Linked DNA regions of Sus scrofa: region 2 is linked to region 1. A link is a contact called in public Hi-C data. All regions are on one chromosome and are shown on one strand. Each heading gives the region's core, a stretch centred on a gene start, on an enhancer-like site or on the middle of the called end of the contact. The rest is flanking DNA. Distances are from core to core; before and after follow the strand shown. Region 1 overlaps LYRM4 (LYR motif-containing protein 4). Region 2 has its middle 110 kb from the start of NRN1.

What was found. Hi-C and Micro-C count contacts between places; a contact is called where the count stands out from the background.
Region 2: a Hi-C map of retroperitoneal adipose tissue shows a contact between it and region 1, with 2.0 times the contacts expected there. The contact joins two enhancer-like sites. A contact is called at or near these places in 4 of 47 Hi-C or Micro-C datasets (embryonic fibroblasts, liver, mesenteric adipose tissue and 1 more).

What each region holds. Positions count from the first base shown.
Region 1 is chr7:3,096,443-3,103,390 of Sscrofa11.1, forward strand. The region is part of intron 2 of LYRM4 (LYR motif-containing protein 4); the gene reads right to left. Among named protein-coding and RNA genes, the nearest start is that of PPP1R3G, 51 kb to the left of the region's middle. Within about 2 kb of position 3,894, at least 4 of the 83 cell types and tissues checked have an H3K27ac peak or open chromatin away from gene starts, as enhancers often do. A contact at or near this core is called in retroperitoneal adipose tissue, where this site is marked.
Region 2 is chr7:3,577,953-3,584,900 of Sscrofa11.1, forward strand. No RefSeq gene overlaps it. Among named protein-coding and RNA genes, the nearest start is that of NRN1, 110 kb to the right of the region's middle. Within about 2 kb of position 3,734, at least 31 of the 83 cell types and tissues checked have an H3K27ac peak or open chromatin away from gene starts, as enhancers often do. A contact at or near this core is called in retroperitoneal adipose tissue, where this site is marked.

The sequences.
Region 1 (6,948 bases), core at 2,644-5,143:
CCTCCTGTCTCCACAGCTTTGCCTACTCCGGTCATTCATGAGAACGAATGACCTTATGTCAAAATGTGTCCTTTGGGGCCTGGCTTCTCTCACTCAGTCTCCTGTTTTCAAGGGTCCCCGACGCTGTGGCAGGTTCTAGAACTTCATTCCTCTACGGCACGGACACATCATGTTCTGTCTGTCCACCCATCACGGGACGGACACTGGGTCGTTTCCACCTCCTGGTAGTGTGAACAGTGCTGCTGCGAGCACACCGGTCACCCTTTTGCGCGGATGCATGCGTCCACTCCTCCCGGCTCTGTGTCTGGGGTGGAATTCTTGGATTGTACCGCTGCTGCTTAAGCCTGATACAGAACGGCTGCTTCCAGGCTCTGTCCGGAGAACGCCAGACCATCGGAAGCCAAACGCCTGGCGCTGGCTCCACTCAGTGAGCGCTTTAAAAGGCCAGCAAAGTCTGCAGTTTGTAATCTCACTGTGTTGATACTGAGCATCTCTTCGAGTTCCCTCTTCTGAGAACTCTAGAGTCCTTTAAATATTGACTTTGCTACCTGTCTGTATCTCTACTTGTATTTCAAATCACTTCCCCTGGCTGGTGGACATTTTCATATTCTGCACCTAATGTACTGTTACTCTGGTTAATTAAAACTGCTTACTTTTTCTGTGGACCTGCTCCCCAAAAAGAATCACTGCTCTCTTCTCGATACCTCCTGTCCAGGCTCAAAGTAGAGGAAGAGTTGACAGGCTCTGTCCTTGCAAAAGCTGCCTGGGCACCACCAGCGGAATCATCTGCAGCAGGACACGTTTTTGAGGGAGGTGGAGCACCCCTCCTAGTTCGGCAAAGCCCCGTTTCTGGTCTGCCTCTCCCAGCACCAGCCTACACGAGCGGCTCTGAGTTCAGGTGAGCGGCAGAGAAAGCCAGGCTGTCTGTCCCACACTGACCCCCGCAGCTGTGACTCACCCAGCTGCTGCAATCCCACTGCTGCCTTGCCTCAAAATGTACTGGGGGCTGTAGGGGCCCCCAGAAAGAGGTGGTGCTGTCTTCCAGGAGTTGAACAAGAATTCCAAAAAAGACTCATGGTAGATACGGGCTCTGAGAGGGTATTAGGAAGTAAATTTCATGAAGACAAAAAAGAAAACATTTCTGTCAAAGTTCACGCATAGAAAAAAGTGATATTAAGTGGTTTTCCTTAGTTAGAGGATTTTGAATCGGTAACCAGTTAAGAACAATGAGTAATTTCTAGAGCAGGTTACGAAAGCCGTATGTACTATGACATTTGAGCAGTACTTAAGGATTACGTAAGAATATATTTCCAGCTGAAAACTCAAGAAAACATAAAGATGCAACAGAAAACAAACCTGGTGTCCGATATGGTTTTGGACTTAAGACTGGGAGCAAAAAGTGCAAGAGTGTTAGGGCTATGGCACAAAGGAAGAGGTATTTTGGATTTTAAGTCGAAGCAAGTGCTAGAGATCTTTAAGAAAAGTCAGAGGGAAAAATGGGCTTTTCCTGTAGACACAGAATTCTGCTCTCCACAATCATACTAATATGTGAAAGCCTTAAAGAAGTAAACGGTTCGTGTTTTTTGGTCTCTTTAGGGCCGCACCCTCGGAAAGTGGAGGTTCCCAGGCTAGGGGTCGAATCAGAGCTGAAGCCGCCAGCCTACACCACAGCCAAGCAATGCAGGATCCGAGACTTCTGTGTAACCTACACCACAGCTCACAGCAACGCTGGATCCTTAACCCACTGAGCAAGGCCAGGGACTGAACCCGTGGCCTTGTGGATGCTAGTTGGGTCTGTTAACCATTGAGCCTCGACGAGAACTCCCAGTCTTTTTAAAATCAGAGAAGGACCTCCAAGTGGTTGCTGTAGATCAAGAAGTTAATCCCAGAGGAGGAGGAATATGAGTGTTCACTGAGCACCTACCAAGTTCCCGGCACTTAGGCCGAGCACGTTATGCACATAACTCAGCGCCATCGCGTCAGCATCCTTAGCAAAGCGGCATTAAAGTCTCTGCTGTGGGGGTGGGGGCCCAGGGAAGCAGCCTGTTCCAAAGGACAGGAGCTGCTGAGCTCGGAGCTGTGACTCATCTGGGCTACGAGCCCAGAATCAAAGTTCAAGCCAGCCCATCACGGCAACGCTAGCCACACGGCTAATGCATCCTAACTAGACCAACAATCAATACCGCACTTCAAAGGTAGGCACCAGAACATCAGCTTCAACTCACGACACTGGTCACACTGTATTTACAGAAGCTAAGCTGGGGTTAGGGACCTGGGGAGTACGTTTGGTTTTAAATCAGTAGCTCTTTGCTGATCTTTGACGCTTTTGATTTAATTGTGCTTAATACTACGCAAGCTATTTTAAAAAAAACGAAGTTTAGGAGTTCCCGTCGTGGCGCAGTGGTTAACGAGTCCGACTAGGAACCATGAGGTTGCGGGTTCGGTCCCTGCCCTTGCTCAGTGGGTTAACGATCCGGCGTTGCCGTAAGCTGTGGTGTAGGTTGCAGACTCGGCTCGGATCCCAAGTTGCTGTGGCTCTGGCGTAGGCCGGTGGCTACAGCTCTGATTCAACCCCTAGCCTGGGAACCTCCATATGCCGCGGGAGCGGCCCAAGAAATAGCAACAACAACAACAACAAAAGACAAAAAGACAAAAAAAAAAAACAAACCCAAAAAAACGAAGTTTAAGATTTGACACGTTTTTGGAGGCAGGGGAATCGGTGCGCACACCGTGAGGGCATCTACACACAGGGTTAGCCTTGCAGGGGGCCACGTGCAGGTCCGGTCACGCTGGGGACCGCTAAGCGTTTCACGGAGCGGAAGTGTTTCAGCCTGACAGGTACTCCCGTCTGCGGCCGAGGCCCTTCTCTGCAGCCCAAAGAAAGTTTATGAATGTCACCTGGTGCTTCAACTGGCTTTGCACCTGTGAGCCTGTGAGGCCTGGCGCTTCCTTGCATTTCTTAGGTTCTTAATCAATAAGAGCCTGTTAAAAATCTAATACGTGGCGTTCCAGTTGTGGTGCAGCGGAAATGACTCTGACTAGTATCCACGAGGATGCAGGTTTGATCCCTGGCCTCACTAAGTGGATTAAGGATTCAGTGTTGCTGTGGCTGTGGTGTAGGCCGGCAGCTGTAGCTCCAATGCAACCCCTAGCCTGGGAACTTCCATATGCCTCGGGTGCTGCCCCCCACCCCAAATCCAACAGTGTACTTAAAAATACTTAGGAAGGGAAAATTTTATGTGCATCTTACTAGAGTTTTATTTTGAACGTTCACATTTTTTTCCCTTTTCTTTTTGGCTGTGCCTGTGGAAGTTCCTGGGTCAGGATTGAACCCATGCCATAGACGTGACAATGCCAGATCCTTAACTTGCTGTGCCACCAGGGAACTCCTGAATCTATCTATCTATCTATCTCTTTTTAGGGCCACACCTGTGGCATATGGAAGTTCCCAGGCTAGGGGTTGAGCTGAAACTACAGCTGCCAGCCTACACCACAGCCACGACAACTCGGGATCCAAGCTTCGTCTGTGACCTACACCACAGCTCATGGCAACGCCAGATTCTTAACCCACTAAGCGAGGCCAGGGATCGAACCTGCATCCTCATGGATTCTAGTCGCGTTTTGTTATTGCTGAGCCACGACAGGAACTCCCCTGAACTTACATTTTTAAAATCTGGAGTTTTCGTGTCTATAAAAAGTAACTGCACATTTGTTACATCTGTGGAGTTAACAAAAAGATGGCAGTGTCGGCGGCAGAGGCCTGGTGGGAACAGCGGAGGTGAGGAGGTGGGGGTGCTGTGGCCCAGGGTGGCACGTTCCACAGTTCCTATTAAACGTGCGATGTTGCCCCAGCAGTAAAGTATGCGATCTCAGCTGACAGGCCGCAGTCTGATCTGCCAGGGTCCCTGCCCTGCGATGGGGGTTAACTGTAGTGTCCATTCAAGGGGGTGGAGGGAGGCCCAGAACAAGCCCTGTTTCTGGTGTGTCAATGGTGGGGTCTGCAGAGGAGACAGAAACTGGGTCACAGGATGCCCCCACGTGTGGAGGGCCTGAAGCCAGAAGAGAAGGGTGGGGTAGGACCAGGCCGCCCTCCCCCACTGCGGGGCTGGGACGTCTCACCCTCTCCTGTCCCTGGACTGGGGTTACCTTGCTGGCCCCGTCTCTCACCTCCGCCAGGACTGAACCACATCCCCCACTCCCTAGGGCCTCCAGCTGGGAGTGAACCCCACAACGGTCTGTCCTCTGGAGAATCCTCACTTTTTTTTTTTGGCTGCATATTTAGCAGCTTGATGTGGAATCTCAGTCCCCAGACCAGGGACTGAACCTGGGCCGCAGCGGTGAGTCCGAACCACCAGACCACTAGACGACCAAGCACTGAGTCCTTGGCCTGGAGATGCAGGTGGGCCCTCACAGAGACCTGGTTAAAAGCCAGGTGAAGAAAGACGGAAGAAATTAACACAACACCGGAGTTCCTGTCGTGGCTCAGTGGTTAACGAATCCGACTAGGAACCATGAGGTTTGCGGGTTTGTTCCCTGGCCTTGCTCAGTGGGTTAAGGATCCGGCGTTGCTGTGAGCTGTGGTGTAGGTCGCAGATTCGGCTTGGATCCCGTGTTGCTGTGATTCTGGCAGAGGCCGGTGGCTACAGCTCCCATTAGACAACTAGCCTGGGAACCTCCCTGTGCTGTGGGAGCGGCTCAAGAAAAGGCAAAAAGACAAAAAAAAAAAAAAAAAAAAGAAATTAACACAACACCAAATCAACCACGTTATAAAATTAAAGGTGAAGAAAGTGGCTTTGTCATGTCCATCCGTCGCGTCCGAAAGGTGCTAGAGCCCTTGTGGCAAGCCTCAAACACAGCAGGCATCTCAGTTCTGTGGGGCAAACCCTACCCACCAAGGAGACAAGAGGCTGAGACTGAAGCCCCAAGTCTAAGGTTCAAGGGCGTAAGACGACCTTCCACCAGCAGGTGGCGGCAGAGGACTTTGTGAGCAATTCTGGCGGCGGCTCTGAAATGCTGGAAGGTAGCTTGCAACGGCTATTGTCTAAGTCATTTATGTGTTTGGATTCCGCTCAGTGTTATGTATGCATATTACTGAATAAAACATTCACAGTGTATCTTCCACCAGCAGCCGAGCTCCAATTCCAAGCTTCTGAGTCCTGACTCCGTAGGCTCCAGGGAGGCCCTCACATCAAATTGCTTTCCTCCCAGAACAGCCGCTCTGTGCCCCAGAAACCACTGCTTAGAGAAGGGGGAGAGCTCTGGCATGGCCGCACCGCCGGCTGGCTACCAGGTGTGTGCTGGGGAAGGCGCCGCCTGCCAGCTTCTCCTGGAGGCAAACCTGTCCTCCCTGCGCCCGCCTGGCCCGCATCTCCCCGACCTCAGGCTGCCCAGCAGGGCCCAGGGCTGGGAGGGGCCCGCCTCGGCTCCGGCAGGGAGGACGCCGGCTTCTCCGTAAAAAAGGTGGCACGTAGGTAAGGAAGAAATTCTCACACTGGGTACTGAGCTATGGTTTCTTCCTGCCTTTCCCAGAGACCCCAGGGGCCCCTGAGCCAAGGCCATGGAGCCGCGGGTGGGGGGCTTGCTCCGAGGTCTGGGCCGACCCTGGTTGAGCCTCTGCCAGCGCCGCTTTCGGGGTCATGCAGTCCAGGGTGCCAGACGCCTCTGAGGCCTGAGATGCCAGGATGGGCGGCAGGAAGGAGGCCGGGCCGGCCCAGGCAGGCAGCGCCCAGCCGAGAAAGGGCGTGGGCGAGGCCGACCCCGCGGTCAGCGGCACCTGCCACTTCCGCACCCATCAGAGCGCCGGGCTCTGGCTGTGGTCACCGGCGTGGCACCTGCGGCACCTTCGCTGCGGTCTGGGGCAAACCCTTCCCGCCCCTCTCAGTCCACCTCTCCTGTGTCTCTACTGCGGCAAAGGGAGGGATCCCACTGCGCTAAGTGGAGACAGTATTATTCTCACTGTGCAGGAGAGGAAGATGAGGCTCAGAGAGATGGAGGAACGTGCTGTTTCCCATGCCCCCGTGCGCTGGGCCAGCCTGAAGCCCAGTCGGTCCACGGCCTCGGCGCCCTGATGGTCAAGGCTCCCCCACGGCAGCTAAGCCCCCTCCCTGCCCACGAGGCCAAAGCAGCTTCTTCTAAAGAGAAAGCTGAACGACGCTGGCCATTATGAGGGGGAAACTCTCACAGGAAAGCGGCTGCCACGAGGAGACGGAATACGCGCTTCGCCCCCTCCTCCCTGGTGCACACGGATCTGAATCGGCGTCAAGGGTCGGGAAGGCGAGCAGTGTGGACGCTGCACACGCTCTCGTGTGCCTTCTGCCAGCCCGGATTTCTCCCCGAGCCCCCATTACATTAGCCTGAGTCCAGCCCTTTCCCATTCCCGCTGTCCCTCCCTCCCTGCCCTAAGGTGACGTCTTGCCTGGATCAGGCCCGGGACGTGCACACGACGCCTCCACCTGCGGCCCCTCCAGCGCCGACACGTGATGCTGTCACCTGCCTGCCTGAACAAAGACACGTTCTCCCTGCGCAGGTGCCCGCCTCCGCCTCGTGCCCCTCGGCCCCGTGAGCTCCGCCCCTTCCCTGGGCCGCCCTACTGATCAGCCTGGGAAGCAGCCGAGGCTCCCTCAGGAACACGTGTCCTGCGGGGGCTCAGAGCTCATCCGGACGGCAGACCAGGCCTGGGAGTCATCCTGTATCTAGTGTTAGGGACAGGGGCCGCTGTCCTCGCCTTTCAGTGAGAAGATCTGGAGAAGTCTTGCGGCTTCTCCCTCCAGGGTCCCTGCTGGAGGAGACCTCCCCAGACCACACCCACCAGCTCCACCTACTTTCCCGTCCTTGAGCAAATGACTCCTCCGCCAGAGGGAGCTCATCTAGTCCCCAGTAGCTGACTCGTTATCAGTTCTCCCATCAGGAGGCAACAGGGTCTGATAGGAAGAGCCTGGGCTCTCAAGT
Region 2 (6,948 bases), core at 2,484-4,983, 480 kb after region 1:
CAAAAGCTGTGCCCGCCAGCCCAGAGGAGCCCCCCCAGGACCTGTCAGGCTGGGCTGCAGGGAGAAGACATCAAAAATCTGGTTAGGGCTGCGTATTAACCCCTTCGACGGCTGACCTTCGTGTCTGCTCTGTGATGCTTTCACTAGCGCAGGTGCACGTTTACAGCGCATGTAAATCACACGGGGAAGCGCGCCTGAAGTTCTCTTGCCAATTTTGGAAGCGAGTGAAAGGACGGAGCCTAATGCTGTGGAGACAGACCAGGCCCCCCGGGGCCTCTGCCCGCCTCTGCGGTTGGTTGGTTCCCAGCATCTTCCAGGCGCCACTCACCGCCCATCTTCCCAACAGCTCCGTGCGTTTCTATAAAAGGAACATTGCTTCAAGCAGCCCTGGAGTGCGCAGAGGGCCTTCGCCACCAGAGATGGGATATGGGGTCTGCAGCTATTGCCTGCCCCCGAGGGCATCCAGGCCTCCTGGAGGCATGGCTGGGGGCAGAGGGAGAGCATGGGGAGGGGAGTGTGGAGAGACCCGTTTTTATTTATATTTTTAGGGTCACACCCACAGCACATGGATGTTCCCAGGCTAGGGGCCCAATCGGAGCTCTAGCTGCTGGCCTACACCAGAGCCACAGCAACGCGGGATCTGAGCCGCGTCTGCCACCTACACCACAGCTCACAGCCATGCCAGATCCTTAAGTCACTGAGCAAGGCCTGGGATCGAACCTGCAACCTCACGGGAACTTCAAGACACCCGCCTTTGGATGCCACCAGTCCCACAAAGTCCTGAGGGAAGGTCCTTTCCAAATTGACGCCTTCCTCTGACCGACTGTGGGATTTGGGGCGACAGGGGAATGCGGGTGGGGAGGGTAAGTGGGGCGGCTGCAGGGCCACCTCCACGTCGTCCTCGGGTGGGAATCGGGGTTGTCCACACAGCCCTAGAAGCAGAGAGGGCCTCTCCTCGTTTCCAATGAAATGCTCCTGGCAGACCTCGTCTTCTTGTCTGTAGAGTAACCAGACCTTCTTTACAGGGTAGTTACGGGAGGTCAGTGCAACGCCAGTGTCTCCTAAGACCACCAGGCAGATCACGCGACAGCAGGAGGTAGAAATACGTGCAGCCCTTGGCATACAGTAGGTGCTCTTCCATGCAGATTTTCTTCCGCTCTCGGCTGCTTGCCAGCCGTGTGAGACTTAACCTCCCAAGGCCTTGGTGTCTTCCCAACAGTGCGAATCGATGTGTGACCTTTGGGCTGTGATGGAATCTCTGGGCCTCAGCCCTTCCTCTGTCCCCTGCAGCTCTGGTGGTTCCTGCTTATTAGCCAAACATAATCGTTCACCTACCAGGGGCCACTTTTAGGACAGGAAGTTAGAAACTGCAGGTTACACTGTGATGCTGAGAGAGGAGAGGGGTTAGAGCTGGGGGTGGGGCCTGGCTGGGGGAGGGGACGTTAGAGCTGGGGGTGGGGCCTGGTTGGGGGGGTTGGTTAGAGCTGGGGGTGGGGCCTGGCTGGGGTGGGAGAGGAGCTTAGAGCTGGGGGATGGGGCTGGCTGGGGGAGGAGGGTTAGAGCTGGGAGGAGCCTGGGGGAGGAGGGAGGCAGAACCACCCTGGGTTCCAGCTCTACAGCCCTTAATGGGAAATGAGAGATTTCCCCAGCAATTGCTTTTAAGTGACTATTGAAATTAACACCTCATTCCAGCACCACATCTTTGTTAGAACATTTTCCTCTCAGGGGGAGTCAAAAAAATGGGGAGGAAACATTAAAAACCTGAAGTGAGCACTGCTTGCTGGAATGGCTGAGCGCGGGGAGGGTGGGGGACGCCGGCTGGTGGAGCAGCCTCAGGTCTGTCAAGCGCCTGAGCATCAAGTGCTCAGGGGGACGGGGACGCTGGTCAGGGCGGCCCCCGCCCATCTCCCTGCCACCCAGGGGTGACGCAGAGCTGAGAAACGGACACGCGGAGGGGTCTGCGCTCACGTTGAGCTCGGCCATCAGACCCCCGCCGTCTGAGCCTCGGCCAGGAGGCCCTGGACTGGGATGTGGCCTCTCACGGGCTTTGGGGCCACGTCCCAGTCTGTTTCCTCACTGAGGTCAGGGCCCCATGGTAACAGCCACAGCTACGATTTTTGAGCACATCCTGGGTGCTGGGCACAGTGCTGGGTGGGGGGGGACTCTGCTGGAGGCCCTGGAGCTGGGGTTGGTCCTGGGGAGGGCATCGTGAGCTGGCATCCCTGCGTCTGTCATTTGATGTTGGACCTGCTCCGCCTGCCTCCAGGGAGGGTGACGGGAGAGAGCGTTTGTTCCGTCTGCCCGGCAGGCCTTGGGCCGAGCACTCCCTACACTGCATCCCCTCAGTCCTCTGACGAGGCGGGAGGCCGGCATCACGGCCACCCAGGACACTGGGGATCAGAGGACAGGCCGTGAGGAGGGGCTCGGGCTGTTCTACCGGATTTAGAGCAGGGAGGTAACAGGACAAGAACCTTAAAAATAGGAACAGGATCCTGTGCTAGTCATGGCTGCTCTTGATGAAAAGGACCTGGGGCTTCAAGGGTGGAAACAGAGGCCTGAGAGGTGAGGGCCTGGCCGGGCACGGGAGTGTCTGCACTGGGATGGTATCTGAGCGGGCAAACCATGAGAGTCACCATCCACCGTTGTCACTGTAGATATCGGTCGACCCCCCACCTAGTCACCTTGCAGGGGGAAGTGACCACAGAGGCTGCACGGTGGCCTTGCACCCGCCTTTGCTGCCTGGGTTGTTCTGCCTGCTGAGCCTCCGGGAGGGAGGTGGATTTTCGGTTTCATGTGATGCAGGCGCTCCCTGCGTGGAGCTGCCCTGGGTGTCAGCGTTGCTGGGGAGCCTGGGTTTTCTGCCCCTCCAGAGAAGAACCGTGACAGCCTGGTTCCGAGGGCAGCCGGCTGGCTGCCGGCGTGGGGGCAGCTCTGTGGGACACGGCTCTAAAAGCGCTGCCCTCACTGCTCCCTCCCGTGGCCCTATCAGAGGCCCGGTTTCTGCCTGCATCTTGGGCCCTGGCACCTGCTCTGCTTGAGAACCCCCATCACTGCTGGGTCCCTCGCAAATCTCTCTAGCCTCCTGATGGAAAGAGAGCAGCTGCAGACACTCCATCTGAACCCACACGGGGCTAGCAGAGTCCCCTCAATTCAGACAAAGCAGCCTGGCAACTGTGTGTGGTTAATGCACTCTCTTCACACCTGCATGGCTGTGTCACCTTGGGCAAGACGCTGAGCTTCTCTGGGCTTGTTTGGTCATTGGTAAAACGAACAGCAGATGGTTCCTAAGGCTCTGGCCATCTGCTCTGAACCTCTGTGACTCCTGCTGGGATCCTGCAGCAGGGTTTTTTTCTTCCGAGGGTGAGGCAGTCATGAAGTGCAGAGAATGGTCACAGGAAGCTGGCCAAAGTTGGAGCCTGGGGACCCTGGGGACAGAGATCATGCTGTCCACGCTCTCCCAGGATGTGCCAGTTTACAGGCTGCTTTACTGTTGCCATGACAACATTGGGAAACTGAGCGGAGGTCAGGACAAGGGTCCGGACAAGCAAGCCTGGTGGAAATTCCTACTCAAGAAAAGGCTGTGGGCTGAGCCCAGGGCCAGCAGCTGGTTTCCTGAAGCTCAGCTTCGACCGCATCACCGAGGTGCCTTCCCCAGCGTGTAACAGAGCGGCTTCCTGTCTGCAGCCGGGAGCCGGCGAGCGGCAACGGTGGGGCGGTCTCAGCAGCCGGCTGTGATGAGAAGCGGGCAGTCAGGCTGCATGGAGGGAATCTGGGCGGCTGGCCATTGTCTGTGAAGGGGCAGCCTGACAGCAGCTGGAGGACGTGCACCCGGAGCAGACGCTCCCCGGGGGCCGGATCAGGAGCAGCTCCCACGCTCCACCTGCCGCAGAGAGGCTGGCAAAACTCTGGGGCTTCCTCTCTCCTGCAGAGAGAGCACCGGCAGGTTCAGAGTCTGGCCACCCTCTCTCGGGCCCCGCCGAGATCTGGGGAGAGCCGGGGGCCTCAAGCGGATGTGTCCTGAGAGATTGTCCTCAAGCCCTTGGATGGAGGTTTCAGCCAAACTCCCCACCAGTGGTGGGTCAGCGACGGCAGGTCAGCCCAGGTCCTTACTTGCAGAAGGAAGGCAGCCATTCAGGCTGCTGTAGGAACCAGCAGGTGGGAGGGTGGTGACGGAGACCAGCTGGATCCTGAGGCCAGCTCATCACTCCCCAAGGATGCAGCCTTTGGGGGGATGGTTTGTGCCCTCCCCTGTAAAATGGGCATAGATCAGGGAGTATGTAGACATGAAGGGGGCTGATACTGGCACATAGCAAACGCTCGCTGCCTGGAGGACAGACCCCCGGTCTCAAAGCTTGTTCCATGACCGAGTTAGAGGAAGAAGGAATCCTTTGCAGCCCAGCACTGTGTCCTCTGATAAGCCTGGTCCCCTGGGCGTTGAGAAGACACGGGGTGGAGCGAAGGGAAAAGGTTAGACCCAGCTGGAGGACACGGTCATGGAGCCGTGAGAGGTAAGTACCAGAAACCCAGTGGCCCCGTGTAGAAGCACTCCCTAAATCCTCACTCGGTCCCTAGAAGGAGTGTGAAGGTGTCAAGCTGGCGGGGGGGCACTCAAACCAAGTGGACGTGGCAGGTGCCTTTCACGCTGGAGGGCAGATATGTTTCTAGACATGTCCATGTGGTGTGGAAGTTTCATAAATTGAATCATGCTGCCAAAAAGGTTTTATTCAAGCATAACCCACTGCAAAGTATGTAGATCACATGCTGAACACACCTGTGAAGCCCCCTCCCTGTGGCCTCTCTGGTCACGTACCCACCGAGGACAACCACTCTCTTGATGTGGAAGAACATGGGTTAGTTTTCCAGGTTTTACCTTATTTAGAGGATTCATATCGTTTATACTCTTTTGTGTCTGTCTTCTTTGGCTTAACCTTGTGTTTGTAAATTTCATCCGTGGTGTTGGGTATAGTCGTGAGTCCATTCCATTGCTGTGGAATATTCCATCATCGAATATATCACCGGTTAGATCCATTCAGCCACTGATTGGCATGTGTATAATGACCAGATTTATTCTGCAAGAAATAGGTGTATCCTAACACAGGCCTGTTGGGAGGTGTGTGTGTGTATATATTTATACATACATTCGCCCATTTCTGTTGGGGGGAGTCTTCAAGTCAGATGTTATGCATATGTTCAGTTCTACAAACATTGTCAAACAGGAGTCCTCTGATGGCTCAGTGGATTAAGGATCCGGCGTTGTCACTGCTGTGGCTCAGGTTCAGTCCCTGGCCTGGGAACTTCTGCATGTCGTGGGCACAGCCAAAAAAAAATATACTGTCAAATAGATTTCTGTATCAGTTATTCCACCCCCCCCATTAGCAGGGGTAGGAGTGTTCTGTCCCTTTGTCAACAGTTACTGTATTCTGTGCTTTTTCATTTTAGTCATGCTGGTGGGTGTCTATTGGTTAGGTTATGGCTTTAATTTGTATTTGCATGCCGACTCATCAAAGTGAGCATACTTTTCTTTTTTTGTTTTTAATCTTTATTCTTTTAAATTAAAAAAAATTTTTTTTTTTGCTTTACAGCTGAGTGTGCAGCATATGGAGGTTCCCAGGCTAGGGGTCAAAGCGGAGCTGCACCTGCCGGCCTATGCCGCAGCCACAGCAATGCAGTATCCGAGCCGTGTCTGCGATCTACACCACAGCTCAAGGCAATGCTGGATCCTTAACCCACTGATCGAGGCCAGGGACTGAACCAGCAACCTCATGGATATGAGTCAGGTTCATTACCACTGAGCCACAAGGGAAACTCCTGAGCAAACTTTTCTATGTCATCGGCCATTTAGATAAGCTTTTAAAGAAAATGCTTGATCAAACATTTTGTTCATTTTTCTGTTTGGTTACCTGTTTAATTCTTATTGGTTTGTAGGAGTGCTAAGAAGACAATTCCTTTGAAAATGGGAGCATGCTATTGTGGTATGAATAGTGTTTGACTCTAGGAGTTCCTGTCATGGCGCAGCGGAAATGAATCCAACTAGGAACCATGAGGTTGCAGGTGCAATCCCTGGCCTCGCTCAGTGGGTTAAGGATCTGGCATTGCTGTGAGCTGTGGTGTAAGTCACAGACTTGGCTCAGATCCTGAGTTCCTGGGGCTGTGGGGTAGGCTGGCGGCTGCAGCTCCGATTTGACCCTAGCCTGGGAACCTCCATATGCCGTAGGTGTGGCCCTAAAAAGACCAAAAGACAAAAAAAAAAAAAAGAAAAGTGTTTGACTCTCCACTTAGGAATCTTGAATAATGGGTTTTCTTAGACATACATCGCACAAGAACCTACAAATTTCAGCAGGGAGGTAAATCTGAGCATGAGGAGATTCAGCCTCAAACCTTCCCAGCTACAAAGCTTCCTCTTGAAACATAAGCTTTTTCCTCCAGCTCATTTCATGCTGGTTTTCCAAGTGGGGACAGGCATGGGTACCCCATAGCAGAGCTGACCCGAGGTAGATGGCTGGTGGACAGTGAGGAAGAATGCCACGGGGCAGCCAAGAAGACTGTGTCATCCTGCCATGGGACTTGTGGTGTAACCGGGCACACGGGCCTGTCAACAAGAACGCGGGCCATGAAATTTCACCGGAGGCTCTTGCCGAGAAATGAAGAAGGGACAGCAGAGGGCTTATGAGTTAGATGGACAGGCATCTGGACAATCCATGTCACCACAACCAAGAAAAATGCTTTGCTTAATTTGAGGACACCCTAAAAGGCCAAAACATGGAACAAAACTATCTCTGGTAGCCCCCAAATTCGCGCAGGTGTGCCGCTGAGTGTGCTTTACGGCGCTGTTATTCATTTTTTAAAAACGGGGAAAGAAAGACCCTGTGACTGTCTTCCTAGGTGTGAAGCGCGAGGACTGGCACTGGTCCCCAGTCCACATTTCAGAGAACGGCCACTGGCTCTGTC